2 separate regions of the Gossypium hirsutum genome follow, and region 2 is linked to region 1. The links are chromatin contacts, called in public Hi-C maps. All regions are on one chromosome and are shown on one strand. Each heading gives the region's core, a stretch centred on a gene start, on an enhancer-like site or on the middle of the called end of the contact. The rest is flanking DNA. Distances are from core to core; before and after follow the strand shown.

Evidence for each region. Hi-C and Micro-C count contacts between places; a contact is called where the count stands out from the background.
Region 2: a contact with region 1 is called in a Hi-C map of leaf, with 1.8 times the contacts expected there. The contact joins the enhancer-like site here to the promoter of LOC107924588 in region 1. A contact is called at or near these places in 11 of 34 Hi-C or Micro-C datasets (callus, fibers, hypocotyl and 2 more).

The regions. Positions count from the first base shown.
Region 1 is chrA02:102,423,614-102,427,850 of Gossypium_hirsutum_v2.1, forward strand. It overlaps LOC107924588 (heat stress transcription factor A-1e), which reads right to left and starts at 1,854. Exons shown (of 5, transcript XR_005903679.1): 1 at 1,338-1,854.
Region 2 is chrA02:102,513,009-102,516,870 of Gossypium_hirsutum_v2.1, forward strand. No RefSeq gene overlaps it. Among protein-coding and RNA genes, the nearest start is that of LOC107924564, 18 kb to the right of the region's middle. Within about 2 kb of position 1,498, at least 1 of the 9 cell types and tissues checked has an H3K27ac peak or open chromatin away from gene starts, as enhancers often do. A contact at or near this core is called in leaf, where this site is marked.

The DNA.
Region 1 (4,237 bases), core at 604-3,103:
ATTTTAATATCTAATTGAATCACATATCATCCGTCTTGTTTGAGCCCCAATGCCTGACCACAATCAGTTAGTAATTACAAGCATATACTTAAACCTGCAGATAACAAACACAATTACAACTCGATGAGTTCTTCATATCAAGGAAAGAAAAGTTGGTCAGAAGAATTCAATCCATAACATCCACCCTCTCCAACAAATAAAGTTTGAATTACAACCCATGGGTCATAAGCTTACAAATAATACTCTCCCAGTTTCTCGATCATGCTTTAGTTCACTTGTTGGTTAAAATAACATTTTCAGAGCCAAAAGAACTTGGAAAAAGAAAAATCAAAAGAAGAAAAGCTAACATGAGGAAATCAGGCAATGAATTGTCAATTTACTGAATCCCCTGAATTTAGCACCTTACTCAGATCAAATGTAGTTAGATCAAACATGGCAAGAACAAAGAAAAAGAATCAACAGCGGAAAAACATAGAATATATATGCAACTCCAGAATTGATGGCATTTTAAACAAAAAACATCATTGAAGACATAGAATTTGTTTCAAAAACATGAAATCAATAAAAAGCACACATGGAACAAACGCAAGACATTTCGGCTACTGATCTGAGAGCAAAAAAACTATATATGAATATACTTTGTTTAATTCAAATTCAACATATAAGATTAATAGGAAAGAACTGCAATAAGTAGTATCATTTTATATGATAGTAAAATTGGTCAAAATATAAAAATGGCTAGTTGGCATGCATGTGCATTCCATGGAAAATGGTTTTCAACCAATTATCCGCATGCCATTGGCAATCAAATATAACAACAGGAACTGCAAAAGCTAAGAGCTACCCAAAATCCCATTTCGAAATGCACTAAGAAATATTTAAGATTGTTATTAATATTAATACTAAACAAAATAATCTGCACATTACGGTTGCAATTCCCAGTTCCTATATTTCAAATCCATATCCCAATTTAATTCAGTTTAGACAGTTACTATACCATAAATTCATGATCCAACACCAATATGGTTCTAAAATCTCTCCTCCCACGCAACTTCATCATTAAAACTATTCACAGTTCATTTCAATCTCATCTATGTATATTTCTTAAAGCCATATAGTAGCAACCCAAGTTTCCATTAAAAGAAAAAATCAAAACCGTGAAAATCCAAACGAATTCAGAACCCCTTTAAACCTCAAAATCGTAATTCACCTCAAGAAATCACACATCAATCAGCCTACATATGTTCAAAGACTTGGAAGTCTAAAAACTAATAACAATAATAATAAAATAGAAAAGAAAAAAAAAACAAAAAGAACAAAATCAAAGAAATACCCACATAAGTATTGAGTTGTCTGACAAAGCTGGAGAAGTTATTGTGCTTAAAATACTTAGGCAGAAGGTCCCTTGAAAACTCCGGCACTTTCCAGACAACGAAACTGTTGTTAGCGCTACTCCACGAGATAACGGAGTTGGTCGATGGATCATCCACCACGTCGTAGGTTTTGCTGAGGAACGGCGGCACCGTGTTGCCGTTTGTGGCGACGGCATTCGCCGCTGATATTGAATCATGAAGGGAATCCATTTATCTTTTTTTTTAAAAAATAAAAAAAATAAAGAAGTAGAAAACAAGTATTGGGAAATATTAGTTTTAAAGATCAGATGTGAGGCGATTCGGCACGGAATGGGAGTGAAGGAAGGAAGGAAGCTATAGATTCTGTAGAGAGAGAGAGAGAGAAGAAAAAGGGTACTGTAATGGTAAGGTGGCTTTGTTTTTATTGTTTGGGAAGGATAGGATGAAGCAGAAAAGAAGAGAAAAAGAAAAAGTAGGAGAAACACTAATCTGACCGACACGTTGCTCTTTGTAAAACCATTTTCTAACCGTTTCCCAACCTCGCCATTTTTGACTCTTTCTTTAACTAACCGCTAAGGTTTTTTTTTTTTTAAAATTTAAATCTACTTATAAAATTGACAGAAATGACAAATTTGACCTAAAAGGAAGGCTGTTTAAACTGACCTGGCCATTTGGATCATCAGAAACTAGTCAAAATATTAGTTTGGAGAAGTGGATTGAATAAGTTAAGACTTGAGAATCCATTGACTTAGATAAAAATAAGTTTGAATTGAGTGTTTGAACCAAATTTTTAATATATTTTTTAGTTTTTATAAGTTTTTTAATGATTTATTTAAACTAATCAAATAGACTGGTCAAATCAGTTAAACCTGTCAAATTGACGAACCAGTTCGACCACTGGTCTAATTTTAAAAATACAATAAAAATCCCTTTATTATATTTTGTATTACAATTCAATCTCTCTAATTAAAAAAAATGAGAAAATTAATATTTATATATTATGAATAAGAGTAAAATAATTTTTCCTTAGTTTTCTATGGTTAATTGCTAATATGGAGTTCTACATTGATAATTTGGATTTAATGACATATAAAAACTTTTAAAAATTACACAAATTATCTATTAATTGAATTTTAAGTAATTACATAGCATATCATGTAATTTAAATGTTTAAAATTTAATATAAACTCAACAATATTCTAATCTTAATTATTAAAAAAATTACTCTCAAAAAATTATTGAAATACACATTTAATGTTTATAGAATTTCAAAGAAGAAACTTATCTCTTAAGTATGAGTTTGGATGGGCGATGCAGTGTGTTTAACTTACTTTTTGTCTACGTTACAGTATTACTACAATATCTAATTTTATCGCCACCACTGTTTTTACACTAACAACAGGTAAACTCACCATCTATCCAAATCCACACTAAATTTGCCATCCCCAAATTCGAACAACCTTAAGTCCCAATTATGAAATTTATGTAATTTTAATCAATTCATGCCACCTCAAAATAATTTTAATCAATTTATGTAATTTTAATTAATTAGAGATAAAATTATTTTAAAAGAATATGATTTCTTTATAAATGAGTTTTAAAGGATTTATTTTTTTTGATTTATTTCTTTAATAATTTAATTTAATTTAATTAAAGATAAATAATAATGACAAACTTTGAATTCTGATTGGTCCAAAATTTCTACATAAGTCTTAATTTCTTTTGCTTTTAGCTTTGAAGATCTTTTTCAAAAGATGCCATCAATATATATTCATTTGGACGAAACTTGGTAATGAAACAAAGAAGTCTACGTACCTTCATTTTTGAAGGACCAAGTCATAACGTAGTTCAATTTCGTTTTAGATTTGCAGTTTAAGCTCATACTCAAGAGCATCATTTTTTTTGATGAGCAGTTTAAACTCATACTTAGAAGCTTCATTTTTTTTTTTGTGTGTGAACAATTTAAGCGTGTTGAGGAGCATCATCATTATTTTGGATGAACAGTTTAAGCTCATACTTAAGAGCATAATCATTTAGGTTGAATAGTTTAAGCTCGTGTTTAAAAGCATCAACATTTTGGATGAACAATTTAGACTCGTACTTAGAGCAGTGTGACAATTTAATCTCATGCCTAGGAGCATTATTTTTTATTGGCTTTTTTTTTTTATATATGGCTGGAGTCCAATCATGATCATTCTGATATCCAAGAAACAAATAATTGCCCCCAGTCCTTTGGAAATCCACTATCTTCCTTGTGCTTGGAATCGGTGTAATAGGATCCAAAGAGCCAAATTTCATAGTTCTATCCATCATATTGAATTGAGAAACCATAGTGGCTGGTGTCAAGTTTGATGATGCTACTTCTTCTTCAAACTCGATTTTCCCTTCTTCATAAAATTGAATGATTCTGTCTTTCAACACAAAGCATTTATTGAGAGGATGACTAAATGGGTGGTATTGCAATAATTGGGATAATCTATTCGACCGACTTCTTCAAGTTGCTTTATTTTTTGGCAACCAAATCAACTTAGCATTTAAAAGTTCTTCAAGCATGTTTGGAACATCAACATCAAGGAAATGATACTCTTTTCATTCCTCTCCTTCGGTGTGGCTTTTGTTTACTTTTGGCTTGAGCAGAAAATGGCTTTGCATGTACGACCATAGACTGATAGACATGTTCATCATCAACTAAAATTTTCCCCCATTATGGATTACTTGCTCAAAAGGTTCTTGATTTGCAGCAGTTCTCATACTCAAGTCCATGTCGTAAGCTTGATTACTTAAGTATTCAAAGGGCTTTGGCTTGATGACCTAAAGAATGTAGCAATTTCTTCTTTCCATTTACAATTAAATTCCTTTAGTGGTGGATATAATTGACGATTGGC
Region 2 (3,862 bases), core at 248-2,747, 89 kb after region 1:
GTTTTTTTTCAGATTATCTTCAATATACTGAAAGGTCTACTTCGTAACTCTCTAGTGCAATAGTGGAGCCTTAATATACTTTCTCAAGTTGTCCACATGAGAAAATCTAAGACCACAACTAATATTCACCTTCAGATCATGGTCAACATTCTTCAAGAAGAAAATTTGGGTTTCCTGTGCATTAACTCTATGACCCAACCTGGAACAAAAGTTATTAATCACCCTTTTCATAGTTTGTATCTGCTCCACTAAAGCCTCACTAAGTAAAACTAAATCGTCCGCAAAGAAAATATGTGAGATATTAGCCCATTCTTAGATAACTTTATTGGTTTCTACCTCTTATTTTGAACCTCAATATTTATAATCTATACCAATCTTTCCATACAAAGAACAAAGATGTAGGGCGAGATAGTATCACTTGTCTTATTGCTTGCGATGGAAAACTACATTAGAGAGGTCCTATTTCATATAATTTGCATAGATGAATAGTTAACACAGTGCATAATAAGCTTATGTATGTTACCTAGAAAACCAATATCAACTAATGTATCGTCAATAAAGTCCCAGTCTAATTTGTCATATGCTTTTTCTAGATCAATTTTCACAGCCATCCACCATTTCTTTCCAACCTTTCTACGCATAGAGTGGATGATTTCTTGAGAAACGATAATATTATCTATTTTTTTTAACAATAAACGACCACAAGGGTCAACTCATTTATTACGTAACATCACAAGTTACAGTATTATGGATTTCCACCAGGAAGTCCATATAAAAAAACCAAGTTTTAACCTCGTTACACATTTTCGTACATATTAAATCAGCAATAGTGTTACAAGACCGTTTGTCCAAATTAAATCAGCGAAATTGAAATTGTTGAAGGCATCTTTACACTCCTTAATTCGCGCACTGATAATGGTGACGTTTGTAGCTAGGGTCATTAGTTTATTAACAAGGCCAACGTGATCTGTCTCAAAAAGTACATGCCCTTTAATTTTTAACTGACACATCGATTTAATGTAGCCTCAAATGCAAAGCACTCGGCTTCTTCCACCGACATCATTGTTTCTATAAAGCCTCCACCACCCCCAACACAAAACCTTCATAATCCCTAACAATCGTCTCATACCCAATTCTGTTATCACCTACTGTAGCATCGAAATTTATTTTTACAACCCCTTTAGGAGGTTTAATCCATTTCTTAACAACAATATTCGGGGAAAGCAATGACTTCTTCAACATGTTACAAATCTGAAAGTCTTTGCTAAGGGTGCTGGCCCTCTCCTACATGACATGCGCATCCTCTTCTTTTCCTCAGAAATTGTAATTGTTTCTATTATTCCAGAAGTTCCATAAGGTTGTTATGAGATGGGCTATAGCTTTCTTGTCAAGAACCCGCATCATATCTTCTAGCCAGTCAATGCATCGACTATACTTATTCGAGATCGTATTTTTGTCCCACCCTTCTATAGAGAGAACCGCTCGATATGTGGGGCAATCTTTAAGTGCATGCATTAGGGTCTCATCCTCAACCCCACATTTGGGACAACTCTGCTCAAAGTTGTGCTAAATCAAAGCAATCTTAACATTTGTTGGGAGAATCTCGTACCCCACACGCCAAGTAAGCACCCAAACCTTAGAAATAGTATTAAGTTTCCAAAGTTCTTTCCAAAAAAACCTATGAGGGCCACACCCCATCTCTTTCAACAATAACTAGGAATAACCAAACTTTGACGTGAAACAACCATAAGGGTTATGAAACCATACTATTTTGTCGCCATAGCCCTTACTCCCAATAGGCCAATTGTAAAATTTATCCCCCCAATCCTGCTAGTACAACTTGTAGACTTTATCCATGTTCCAACGTCTATACTCCTCAAACCAAAGATCCCGCACACTATTATCATTAGTGTCGAGCATATCAACTTTAAGGACAGCACCATTTAAGCCTTCTACCCCCCAGTTGTCAACCGTATGTTAATCCTATCACCAATCCCAACTTGTCAATCGAAGTCATCTTTGAGGGCTTCCTCCACAGCCGCAATACTGGTCCACATAAAGGAAGCTTTGTCAATTCTTTTGGAGTGAAAGATATTGCCATCGGGAAAGTATTTAGAGGATAACACTTTAAAACAGAGGGTATCTTTATTGTTGATGAGCCTCCACACTTGACACTCAAGAATAGCCAAATTGAACAGTCAAATATCCCTTATGCCAAGGCCTCCTATGCATTTAAGATGGCAAAAGGTTTTCCAAGGAAGCATCATCCAGAATCTGCCCTTTTTCTTACCTGACCACCACACTCTACTTAACTTTGTTTGAATGTCTTCAATCACACATTTAAGAGTAAAAAAGATTGACAACGAATATGTTGGAATAGATTGGAGGACTACTTTGATGAAAACTTCTTTGCTACCATAGGAAATGAGCCTATTGGTCTAGCTATTAATCCTGTATGATAGGCTATTAATAATATCTTGAAAAGCCCTTTTTTTCTTTTTGTTGATTGGAAGAGGGGGCCAAGATAGTTTTCTAGCTTCTCAATCACCTTCATACCAAGAAGATCACCAAAAATATATCTTTGCACCCTAGGAAAATATTTGAAAACAAGGGAAAAAATAGTAGTTTATACAGGAGAAAGGAACGTTAGAAATAAGGGAAAAACAGGAAGGAATAAAGGAATAAGGAACGTGATCCATAGTTTCAAATACTGAAAGAAAAAACGTGATCCATAGTTTCAAATACTGAAAGAAATAGACTTTCTCTAAAGCTGAAAATCAAAATCTCTGACAAAATTACACAGTAAACAAACAAAAAGAATAAATAGAACGACATCAATAGATTTGTAACACGGAACAAAACAGTGATGTCTAACCTATAACATCTATCGTTTCTAATAAGGAACGAAACAGTGATTCTCTAAAGGTGAAAACCAAAAACCGTGACAAAGACACTCTGAAAATAGAAGTAAAAAGAAGCATATATCTGAAACTAAAACTAAAACAGGAATGTAAAGAGCGATGGCAGAATTAACAATAAAATAGCCATTGACGAATGGAAAGAGAGGAGAGCAGAGACCGAAAGAAAACATCCATTTTTCTAAAAAGAAAGTGGAGATGAATGAGACGGAATGAGCCAATGTTTTCAAAAATTCCAATACCATAAACGGTTTCAACTTCTATTTATTATAGATTTTGCACCTGCAAAAGAGATAGAAAGGAATCCATGAATGTGTACTTCTTGCTGCTACAGGGCAAGAAAGATACAAATTAAAGACAGTCATTTCTGGACAGGAAGAGTACTACATATTCCAAGGACAGATCTATCTCATTCAAGGATTTACAAGCACAGACCTCAGACCGATCGTTTAAACTAATTATTGTAGAGTTTCCCAGGGAATTATTTAATTAAAGTCATTCATGTGTGCCTATTTCTGATGGTTGACTTAGCAATTGGGATACTGGTTTTACAGTACTTAAAATCCAGCCAATCAGAGATTTTTCTTATGCAGGACATCAGACTAGAAAACAGTTTTTTATACACGAGTCCAGTAGGCTATGTGGACAGTCATATTAGAATGAAAGCCAGCCGAGAAAGTTTAAAGCATTATCTTAAGTGAGATAAAAGTGAGAAGAAAGAAGAGACTTTACTTTGGTCAGACCAAAGACTGCAAACCTGAACCAACAACACCCCAAACCCACACAGCTAAACACACCACACTCTAAACCAGAATATTAACAAGAGTTTCAATATCACTCTTTTTATTTCTTACAAAAAGAAGGGTGTTGTCAACAAAAAAAGATGATTAATCCTAGGGTCGTTTATACTAGCCCGAATTCCTTCTAAAATATTGTTACCTTGT